2 separate regions of the Sus scrofa genome follow, and region 1 is linked to region 2. The links are chromatin contacts, called in public Hi-C maps. All regions are on one chromosome and are shown on one strand. The core of a region is the stretch at or near the end of the contact, and the rest is flanking DNA. Distances in the headings are between cores, read along the strand shown. Region 1 holds the start of HAUS6 (HAUS augmin-like complex subunit 6). Region 2 holds the start of MLLT3 (protein AF-9).

Region 1 (5,743 bases), core at 1,268-3,767, 1.4 Mb after region 2:
GCCTTGGTAGTGGCTCTTTTCACATCTTCAATGAGGCAAGTAAGCATATAGTCTGGTCTGTGTCTATCTTGGGACCCTGGAGTTCCCATTGTGGCTCAGCGGGTTACAAACCTGACTAGGATCCATGAGGACACAGGTTCAATCCCTGGCCTCGCTCAGTGGGTTAAGGATCCAGTGTTGCCGTGAGCTACTGTATAGGTTGCAGATGTGTCTCAGATCCCATGTTGCTGTGGCTGTGGTGTAGGCCAGCAGCTGTAGCTCGGATTTGACCCCTAGCCTGAGAACCTCCATATGCTGCAGGTGTGGCCCTAAGATAAAAACAAACAACAACAACAACAAAACACAACCAAAACTGTCTTGGGACACTACTTGATAGTTCCAATTGGGATAATTGTCAGGGACTGCTGTGGGTACTGGTGCCTAAACACTGGGTTGATGCTTTTTGAAGTCATCCCCATATTCTCCAGCTTTAGTCCAGATTCTAGCTCAGTCTTCTGTATTAGTGCAAGAGGAGAAAATGACAGTATGTTGCCAAGAAAGGTCATAGGTTAAAGTAAGGTAATCAAATTCCTTAGTAAATTTGGTGGAGTCTTCTGAGAAATTGCCTAACTTGAGTTCTACTTGGGAAAAATAAGGCATAGAAAAAGGACAAGAACAAATATGATTCCTTAGGGGTCAGCCTCCTCTTGCAAGAGAAACTGGGTGGCTGGCTCAGAAGGGGGCTGAGGAGCACATCCAGACTGAGTATGACTGGGAGAAGGAGAACAAGGGGCCGGTGGAGGATAGGCTGGAGGCAGAGAGGGAGAGGGTGTCCGGGGTCTGAGAGGGGGAGGGGGGATGAACCTGGAGAGGAACACAAGGAGAGGGACAGTGGGAGATCTTCAGGGTCCAAAGGAGGAGACAGAGAAGTAGGGGTTAATAGGAGCATGTGGCAAGAGCACTGCAGGTTAGAGTACTGAGAAAGTTGAAGGAAAGCCTGGACACAAGGAATTTAAACCATTTGCTGAGAGGGTGACAGTAGAGGCCAAGTTGGAGAATAGCATAGTTGAGAGGGCTGTCCTTGGGCCAGACCTCCTGGTGGCCAAATTATACTGGGGTTAGCAGTATTGCAGAAAAAGATCGTTCATTTAAAGGTTTGAGGTTGTCTAATCTAAGATCTTTCCCATGTTTGAGGAGTCATCCCAAGGGAGAGTGTTTTGCCTATGCAGACTGACAGTTGTCCATAAGGACAACTAGAAGGAAGATAGGAGAGAGACTTTTGAGGGCAGGGGCTATTCTGGGAATCCCCAAATTCCCAAAGGGCATCCCCCTGTGGGACCTAGAGAGATTCGTTCTGGAGTCGACCTAGAGAGATTCATTCTGGAGTCGGATGTCCAGGAGTCTCAGAAATGAATCAGTGACTTGATCCAGCAATCCCACTCCTGGGCATCTATCCAGAGAAAACCATGACTCGCAAAGACACATGTACTCTGATGCTCATTGTAGCACTATTTTCAATAGCCAAGACATGGAAACAACCTAAATCTCCATCAACAGAGGAGTGGATCAAGAAGATGTGGTACATATACACAATGGAATATCACTCAGCCATTAAAAGGAAGGAAACACTGGCATTTTTAGCAACATGGATGGACCTAGAAATTATCATGCTAAGTGAAGTCAGCCATACAATGAGACACCAACATCCAATGCTTTCACTGACATGTGGAATCTGAAATAAGGACACAATGAACTTCTTTGCAGAAGAGATACTGACTCACAGACTCTGAAAAACTTATGGTCTCCAAAGGAGACAGTTTGGGGGGTGGGGGGATGTGCTGGGATTGTGGGATGGAAAGCCTATAAAATTGGATTGTGATGATCATTGCAAAACTACAAATGTAATAAATTCATTGAGTAATAAAAAAAGAAAAACTGAGTGTTGATTGTACAGAAAAAAAAAAAAAAGAAAGAAAGAAAAAGAAAATGAATCAGTGCCAAGAGGAAAGTGAGTCCCCCCTGCCCCAGGTCAAATTCCGACCTAGATAGTGACAGATCCGACGCTGGAATTTCTGTCCCTCAGATTCTGTCACTGTTTTCCCGAGAATGTCCCTTGAGAGACTTAAACAGCTTGTGCTTTCTTTGGCTGGCGACAATGAGGGTCTTGCCAAAAGTTGAAGTAAGAGAATTCGGTCAGTGAGGTTTCCCCCGTACATGCCACCAGGGGTGAAGGGAACATTCAGCACTTGAGGGCATAGAAGATTTTTACTAATAGACCCGAGGATCAGAAGTTAGGCGAATTGCTCAGACTTAGACATGTACCCTCACATGCTTTTTCTACAATAGTGAACAACAGTCTACGTTTTTTGCCTGACGTAATAAGCCTACACGAGCAAAAGGAACCACAGAGATCAGAAAAATAGAATCAGAAAGCGCGAAACCGGAAAGAGTCCGCAAAATGCACAACCCCGGCAGTGCGTTGAGGGTCTAGTAAGATCTTGGTTGGTTAGGACCAGAAGGGGCGGAGAGAGGGCGCATTGCATGGCGGGAGAGACAATTCTCCGCGGAAGTCCCTCCTCCTCTGAAAACCGGGCGGTGTCGGCGCCAACCGCTTTCCGGGCAGCGCGGGAAGCTCGGTTTGTGGTGGTTTCCTTTTGACCGCTGTCCCATACTATCCTTAGAGGCTTTATATCCCTGAGACGTTACAATTTCAGGCCATTCGAGGCATTTGAGGCTATTTAAGACGAAATGGCTTCGGGCGAGAGAGGAGAAGGCGGTGGTAATGGAGGTGCTGCTGCCACCTCAGGCTGCCGGTAGGGAGGGAGTCTGAGGAACCTCTTAGTCGTTGGAGCCTGAGCTTTTTTCCTTTGGCGGGTCCCTGCCTGCTGCTAAGATGAGCTCTGCCTGCATCACTTCTTTCGAGAAGGAGCATCTCTGGATGTATCTGCGGGCACTCGGCTTCGACCCGGGCCCGGCGACCATAGCCTGCGGAAAGATCGTGTCTCACACGCACCTCGGAGTGTAAGGAGGCCCGGGCGGTGGGGCGGGAAAATCCGAACCCAGTCGCGCCGGGGCAACCCACTCTCTTGCGGACTTCCCAGGTGTTGAATTAAGTATTGGAGCGGTTGCTGTGGCCCGACACTGTCTTCTAGTTCCTGCTCTCAGTGGCTGCTAGCCTGGCGATGGAAACTATCAATTATTGGACCTTGCTGGGAGCGCTTTGTAGGGGAGTAGAGTCAGCAAGTGGGGTAAAAACTGGAGGGGCGGCTTATTTCTGCTTTGGAAGCAAGCTGAGTAGTCCGTGATGTCGAGGTAGAGGTGGCGGCTTGGTAATGGAAGGACGTGTGCAAACGCCTTTAGGACTCTAGGGAACCTTGTAAAGTGGTTACTCTTTATATTTCTACTTCTTGAATTAGCAAATTGCATGAACTTGCCACAGTTAGCAAAAAACTGGTAGAGAGAATGGTGTTAAGATGAAGAGTAAATCCATTTCCTACTTTGCCACAAATATTACAGTTGTTATTTCTAATACTGAATACTTTGTTTATATCTTTGTGTGTTAACTTGCCAACTTTAGGCAGTATCTATTATCTTTCTCACTGTAGGCCAGGGGAAATTTGAGATACATGGAACCAGCCACTTTTGCAACCTACACTACAGTTCATGGCAACGCCAGATCCTTAACCCACTGAGTGAGGCCAGGGATAGAACCTGTGTCCTCATGAATGCTAGTCAGATTTGTTTCCTCTGAGCCATGAGGGGAACTCCATGTATGTTTTTCTTAATTGGCTGTAAGTATGTGTACGTGAATTACAAAAATTAATTTGCCATGACCTATTGAACAGAATTAAAAATATTAATTTTTTTTTTTTTTTTTTTTTGCTTTTTCAGGGCACACCCATGGTATATGGAGGTTCCTAGGCTAGGGGTCTAATTGGAGCTGCAGTTGCCGGCCTATGCCAAAGCTGCAGCAATGCCAGATCCGAGCCACATCTTCGACCTGTACCATAGTTCACGGCAACACTGGATCTTTAACCCACTGAGCAAGGCCAGGGATCGAACCCACAACATGGTTCCTAGTTGGATTTGTTTCTGCTGCACAATGATGGGAACTCCGAAAAATACTAATTGGTATCAAACTGTTATAAAACTTTTAATGATGTTTAGTTTTATTAACCATTCCCCCTCACCCTCTTCTGTTTCTTTTCAAACCACTAGGAACATGTTTGATAGGCTGAACCGTGATGCCTTTCAAATAGTTTGTTATTTTTTGTTTCAAACACTGGACCAGTCTCTCACCAAAGAAGTTTTCAAGTAAGTAAAAGATGTTCCTTTTTTTTTTTTTGATAAGGGATTATGCTATGATATAAGCCAAAATTTCTACTTTGGCATCGAATATTGTTTTCAATGGGTGTTAGAAAAATCAGGTTTGGGTCTTACAAATTTATAAATCTGAGTGATTTTTTTTTTGTAATTATACTAAAATCACTGTAGATTTCATAAGTAAAAGGGATTTTGTTTATAAACTTAATTCCTATCATAGTCTTAATTACTTTCCAGAACAGTTAACTAGTACTAATCTATCTGTACACTTAATTTTGCTTTACTTTTTTTTGTTGTTGTTAATTATCCCCCTCTCACTCCTTTTTTTGTAGGCAATACTATTCATTTTGTCTTTTTTTAAATTTCCTAGGTCTCTGTGAATCCTTATTATTTTTGTTGGTGATATGTAAAAGTGTCAAGTGCTGTAGACAAAAATCATTCCTATTAATTAAGTTTAGCCTATTATCATAAACTGTTGTATATTAAATAGTTTAGGAAGGAGTTACCAGAGTTCCTGTCGTGGCCTAGTGGTTAACAAATCCGACTAGGAATCATGAGGTTGCGGATTCGGTCCCTGGCCTTGCTCAGTGGGTTAGGGATCTAGTGTTGCTGTGAGCTGTAGTGTGGGTTGAAGATGTGGCTTGGATCCCACGTTGCTGTGGCTCTGGTGAGGGCCGGTGGCTACAGCTCTGATTAGACCCCTAGCCTGGGAACCTCTATATGCTGTGGGTGAGGCCCTAAGAAGACAGAAGGAAAAAAAAAAAGTTTAAGATGGGATAAATATGGGAACACTCAGCAGCCTTGTTACCAAGTTATTTTGTTTGTGATTTGGGTTTCTTCTCTCAGAAAAAGTGTTCAAATTTGTTTTAATATTTATATTGTGCCATCATCTTCTTAGAAAAAGAAATAAATCCATTGTTTAGAGCATTTTTAAAGGTTTTGATAATTTATGCTTAATATTTTGCCTTCAGTTAAAGTTACGAGTGACCAGGAGAACAAGTATATTTGAAACATATTTTGGAAATCCTTATCATTAAGGTATAGGTCTTCCTCTGCTTAAATAAAAATAGATTTTCTGATTTTTTTCCTGATTATAAACAAAATAAAGCTCATTTTAAGCAATTTAGCAAATACAGAAAAAGTTAAAAATCATTTCTAGGAGTTCCCATCGTGGCTCACTGGTTAACGAATCTGACTAGCATCCATGAGGATGCAGGTTCCAGCCCTGGCCTTGCTCAGTGGGTTAAGGATCTGGTATTGCTGTGTGCTGTGGTGTGGTTGCAGACATGGCTCAGATCTGGCATTGCTGTGGCTGTGGCATAGGCCGGCAGCTACAGCTCCACTTCAACCCCTAGCCTGGGAACTTCCATGTGCCGCAGGTGCAGCCCTAAAAGGACCAAAAAAAAATCTAAACCTACCAACCAGAGAATATCACTGTTGA
Region 2 (5,849 bases), core at 611-3,110:
TTGCAAGATGTTTAGTTATATTTGCCCCATTATTTTTTTTCCCACACATCTTCTTCCTTTCCCCAAAAAATCCAAAAGAATAAGCAATGGTTAATTCTTATTGATTTATTTGAGTTCATGTATCAATAAGCTATCACAACAAATAGGTAAAGTTCTATAAGAAGCAACCGCTGCTCTTTGACACTAATCATTCTTTAAAGGAGTTACGTTGTACTAGAAATATTCAAACTGGCCTCAACTGCTAAACTAAACAAACTAATTACAAACAAAAGGGCTGGAGCCTAAACGATGGTGGTAGGGTAGGGAGGCAATGGCAATGACGGTGATCAGGAGTTAAAAACCAGTCCCAGACACCATTCCCATGCGTCCCTTTTTACACTTCATCAACCATTTTATTCGATATGATAATGTCAATTGCTTTTCTTTTCTGCTTCTCAAAAACTAACCCTATGGTGCCTCACAATATGCTAAGTACTACAGTATGAATTTTGGTAAGATAATTGCTTTTTGAAGAAATAAATGGTTTTTATCTCTCATCACTTCCATTTAATTTTTTTTTTTTGGAAAAAGTTTGTCTCAAAATTTATTTGCAAAATATTTTCTGTAATTAAATCGTCAAGAACCCAAAGGGTTGTTTCATGCTTGTTGTACTTCACCTAAAGTGCAAAGATCTTCAGGTATGATGGATAGAAAATTAATCTGCTGTTTTTTCTGTTTTGATTGCTTTTAATTAATAGTTTATTAGATTATGTTATAAATAATATATTGAAAGATTGACATAAATTCTTTTGCCCAAAAGTTGAATCTCAGTATTCAGGATTGCCTTTTCTTTTCCCTCCGGTCTTGGTCTTTTTTGTTTTAACGAGGTCACGTAAGGACGTCCGTGGAAGGGCTCCGTGCGCCATCTACTGACAGAATCTATTTTTCCAGGGTCTGGAGAAAGAATTACCCCTAAAGGTTTTTAAAAGCATTCTTTGAGAAAGGAGGAATAATGGGAAAAGAACCTTTCTTTGATCCCATGGTTTACTTGTGATTCCTGGAATAAATCTTATTCAGCAGACACATAATTCCGAAAGGAGACATTCTTCCCTCATTGCGAGTACAAGTTACAGAGAAAATTCCAAGACAGCCCGGTTGGTGTTGCTAGAAGTTAGCCAAGCCCTGAAGTCAACTCAAAGGAAGAATGGATTGTTGTTTTTTACCTGCGTGCTAAGCTAGACTCGTTGCCTCATGGTTGCCACCTTCCAGAAAGTGGCCTTATTAATGGCACATCCAGATAACAATCACTTTCCTATCTTACGACTCCAAAGGACTTCTAATTTGATTATTCTATCTAAAAATGCAATAATGCATAGCAAGTACGTCCACTCTTCACGTAGACCCTAACATACAGCTTGTCTATGTGTGTGTAAACTTAGTCCGTATACACACACAGACACACATACACCTAAAAAATATTATGCATATATGTACATGTGGGTCTAAGAAATCTAAGAGAAGTTTAAGCTTTTGGCCTTGGACTAAAATGTTTCTATCCTCAGCTGTTTTCTACATTACATGCTAAATCCAATAGAAGGGTGGGAGGAATTAGGGTCCTAAAGCAGAAGAGGTTTTCTTGGTTGTAACTGGGGGAGAGGAGAGCATCAGTTTTAGGGGTTCAACGCACTGAAGCCGGAGGCTTGGATTGTAAATTAAAATTGGTCCGAACCGGTCAGATCTGATTCCGATTAGCTCCCTGTGAGCAGCTGGGAGAACTGAAAAATTAACATTAAGGATCCCAGGTGCCCCGGCTAACCTCTTTCCCCCTATTGTGCTTGCTCCCTTTAATTCAATGGCCCATACAACTTGTTTTGGTGGTTTTAAGAAAAAGGAAAAGAAGAAAGCAAGAAAGTTGAGCCAAAAAATGCAAGACAGGGCAGATAAAGAAGGCAGGTAGAAGAGAATAAAGCCAAAGGAAAGACTGAGAAAGAAGGAGATGAGGGAAAAAGGGAAGAAAAGAAGAGCAAAAAAGGAATGTGGGCTATAGGAAGATGCAGGGATCTTTCTTTAACGAACCGAAGTTACAGCTATCTTTCACTTTCAAATCAATTGTCTAGATCTTATCCGTTTCCTTTGTAAAGGTTGTCTGCGCTGCTAAAGGAAGCTAGTTAGTACTCCTACTCCGCCCCACGCGTGGCTGCGCTGTTCTATCCCCCGCCACTGAGAGCAAGTTCAACCCAAGTGAGAAGCATCGCAGGAGCGCGACTTTGGGAACACTCCAGCGACTGGTTGTCACTCGGGAACCTAACAGGATTAATACCCGGAGATGGATTACGCTGTCTGTCACCAATTCGCCTAAAGATTATAATCCAATTTATGCCCATTACAGTCAGTATTAACTTTATCTGCTATTTTAAGACTCCCAGTTGTCCCTGGCGTTCTCAGAGGACAATCTTCCACGTTCTGATGCAACCCAGCAGGCTGTCAGGAGGGGCAACCTCCCCAAGAAAACAACTCCTAGCCTGGTCCCCGCGGGTCTGCACCCAGCAGCACTCCCAGGTATCTATCTCACCTTCACCTGGGCACTGCTTTGTTATGCCTTCCAGCCGGGGATTACCAACGCGGGAGGCGGTCCCTGGGAAGGAAATTGCCGTCTTGTTTCTCTGGCTTGTTCATTTTAAAATTGTCGATGGCGGTGCAGGAAGGGAGGGGGTGAGTGGATAGGGAAGGGGGCCAGGGAATTGTTGCCGGTTATAACTGTCTCAGCGATTGCTTTTAGACGCTTGTTTGCAGGATGGCATTTCTCTCGCTCTGTCTTTAAATAAGTTTGTTTGGGTGTAATTTCTTGCCGTTTCAGCACAAAACCATAAAAAGATGTGGTGGAAAGTAAAAGAAACCCCCTTCCCTTCCCCGAGCGTGCTAACTAACGCCAAAGACTTGATTTAACGCCCCTTCTCGGGAGGCTGGGGGCTCTAGGCAGTGGCTACATTCCAGCAGTTTTAATCCGTTTTTTATTGTAGGGCGAGAGGAGTTTACACAGGGGCTGGGATGGTTCCCCAGCTGGCTGCTCTCCCCACCCCAGCGTCCCCTCCCCGCCCTTCTCCCCACCCCCAGCAGGAACCTGTTACTTTAAGCGAGGCGTTCCAGTGTGGCGGTGCTGGCCGCCAGGGCTTCGGGAGGTGGCCGGTGATTGGCTCTTTCGAGCTCCCCCTTGCTTGCTCGCTCTGCCTCCCCGCGCGCTCCGCCCCGCCCGCGCGCCCTCCCTCCGCCCCTTGAGGCTCAGAGCCCCGGTGTCAGGCGCCACAGCGCATGCTCCGGAATCTCATCCTCCGGCCCTGGAGCTGCTGCTGCTGCTGCTGCTTTTGCTTTTAGGGCTGAGTGTAATAAGCGAGCGAGCGAGCAAGCGAACGCGGGGGGAAAAAGGCAGAGAATGTCCGCCATCTACCCTCCGCTCCTGGGCGCGCTCTCATTCATAGCAGCCTCTTCATGAATTACAGCTGAAGGGGGCGGGGGAGGGGGGTAGCACACAACACCCCAGCAAACCTCCGGGCCCCCAGGCATGGCTAGCTCGGTAAGTACATGCAAAAATAATAATAAAAGACTGCCCCCCCCCGCCTTTCCTCCCTCGCCCTGCGCCGCCGCCGCCGCCGCAGCCCAGACAGCGCCAGCGCTCCGCGGTCCTAATTAGAGAAAGGTTGGTACGGCTTGCAGGGAGCTGCTGCCTCTCCCTCAGCCTCCGCTCCCCTCCCTCTCCAACCCCCCCCCCCGGCGCGCGCGCACACACACACACATACACACTCACACACTAACACACACTCGCCCCTCCACCCTCCGCGCCTCCCTCCCTTCTCGCCTCTCTTTGCAATCGCAAGAAGCGCACTCTCGCTCACACGCGCGTACTCACACACACACACTAACACACGGTGGAAGGAGGCGAATAATAACTCAGCCATATTTCAGCCGCCGCCGCCGCCGGGAGCCGCGGGCACAGTCCGGCGACGCGGCGAGCAGCCTGGGCGGCCGCTACGATGGTGCGTTCTCCGCGGCGCGCGAGTGTGAGCTGGAGTCTGCGGGCTGACAGCGACGGGGCCGCACGCAACTTTGCCCCCGCTCTGGGCTGTCCGCAGTCGGGGCTCCGCGGCTGTCCGCCTGCCGCCCTGCCTTTCTGAATTTCATTTTTTGGGGGGAGGTGAGAGGTACTTTGGGGCCACTTTGGCTCTTGGAAGTGTGTTGCGGGGGCTCTGTTAGGCTGGCCTCGTCGATCGCGTGAGGCTTTTCGCTTGGGGGGGGGTGCGGGGTGCTTTAAGTTATGGATGCCTCGGAGTGTTTTCCTGAGGGGGTGTGTGTGTGTGTTTGTGTATGTGACGACGTCTCATTTTTGTTGTGCACAAACCCCGTGGTAAGAGCACGGGAGTTTGTGCCCGTCGGCAGAGGCTGCCTGTAGTTTCCATTCCGCCTGGCACAGCGCTCCACACTCACGCACACACACACGTACACAAAGACTTCCTCGGCGTGTGCCTGTCTCCGCGACACTTTCGGGGTGGGGGCTCGCCAGAACCCCCATCGAGGGTCCTGGCTACCTCCCCTTCCATGCCGGGAAACCGCCCCGGCATCTTCTCCTAATTGTCTTCTAATTTGTTTCTGATGTATTTGTTGTGCTCGCAGTGGCTGAGTGTGCTCGCTCTCTTCCCCCCGACCCCCGGACCCCCTTCCCGATCGTGGGTAACATTCCGTTACAAACATTCCGGGCGGCTTGGATGCGGGGGAGCCGGGGGCCGGGCCGGCTGGGTGGGGTGTATTTGGGGGTGTGGGGTGTGCGCGCCCACGCTCGTGAAACGTGGATGCAGAGGGCACCACCGTTTCCTTTTATGTGCCTCTCAAGAACGAGGAAAAAAAAATGTCAGGCGCAATGTTCAGTGTCGAACGGTCGCCTTCCTGTTGTTCACGGCTGTCTCTCCTCCCCGCTGCCCGCAGTGTGCCGTGCAGGTGAAGCTGGAGCTGGGGCACCGCGCCCAGGTGAGGAAAAAACCCACCGTGGAGGGCTTCACCCACGACTGGATGGTGTTCGTGCGCGGCCCGGAGCACAGTAACATACAGCACTTTGTGGAGAAAGTCGTCTTCCACTTGCACGAAAGCTTCCCTAGGCCAAAAAGAGGTAGGGCTCGAATACAAAAGGAGCTTGATAAAAAATGTCTTTGCTCGCGGAGGAAACAATCGCTTGGCCCTGGCGGTCCCCCTAGCCCTCTCCCCGCCCCCCGCGTCGCGCTCGCCGGCGTAGCTCTGGACCCCCGTCCGCGGCGCCGCTTCGGCTCGGTGAAAGTCACCGCAGAGAAAGGACCGTCAGGTGTCGAGTGTTTATTCATCCCAAGCCAGCCCTCACCGGCCCTCTGGGGTTAGCCGCGGGTTCTGCGGGGAAGGTGCAATTAGCTGTTGGGTTTGGAGGCGTGGGGAGTGGGGCTGGAAGGAATAAACAGCTTGCGCCTTTTTTTTTAAACCTGGAGAAATTGAGGTTTACCTGTATTAGCAGAGGATGTGTGGGATATAGTTATTGTTCCGGCTTTAGAAGTCGCCTCTCTTTAGGGTCCTCTCTGCTTTCCTCCCTGTGTATAAGGCGTTGGGTGCCAGTTGTCAGGACTTTTCTTTTTGTGGGTTGGTCACCCCGACCCCCCATCGTCAGGATTTTCTGTTTAGCTGGGGAGGGAGGAGGGCTTACTGGTCCCTAGCCCCGGATGCCACTTGATTGCTCATTCGATTTTTAGCGGCATTTTGAGCAGCGTTGGCAAGTGTCTGCCCGATGTGATCTCCAGGGAAGAGGGTCCCTGCAAAGGTCGAAGCTAAGTTTCAGAGCAATGGTGTTGTCTTGCTTTCTG

What was found. A called contact is a pair of places that touch in the nucleus more often than the background predicts.
Region 1: a Hi-C map of heart right ventricle shows a contact between it and region 2, with 7 times the contacts expected there. The contact joins the promoter of HAUS6 here to the promoter of MLLT3 in region 2. A contact is called at or near these places in 1 of 5 promoter capture datasets (fetal skeletal muscle) and 1 of 47 Hi-C or Micro-C datasets (heart right ventricle).

The regions. Positions count from the first base shown.
Region 1 is chr1:203,717,736-203,723,478 of Sscrofa11.1, forward strand. HAUS6 (HAUS augmin-like complex subunit 6) reads left to right here and starts at 2,518. Exons shown (of 17, transcript XM_013993527.2): 1 at 2,518-2,615; 2 at 4,198-4,293. The coding sequence starts at 2,521.
Region 2 is chr1:202,315,598-202,321,446 of Sscrofa11.1, forward strand. It overlaps MLLT3 (protein AF-9), which reads left to right and starts at 1,861. Exons shown (of 11, transcript XM_013993522.2): 1 at 1,861-2,538; 2 at 4,954-5,134. The coding sequence starts at 2,356.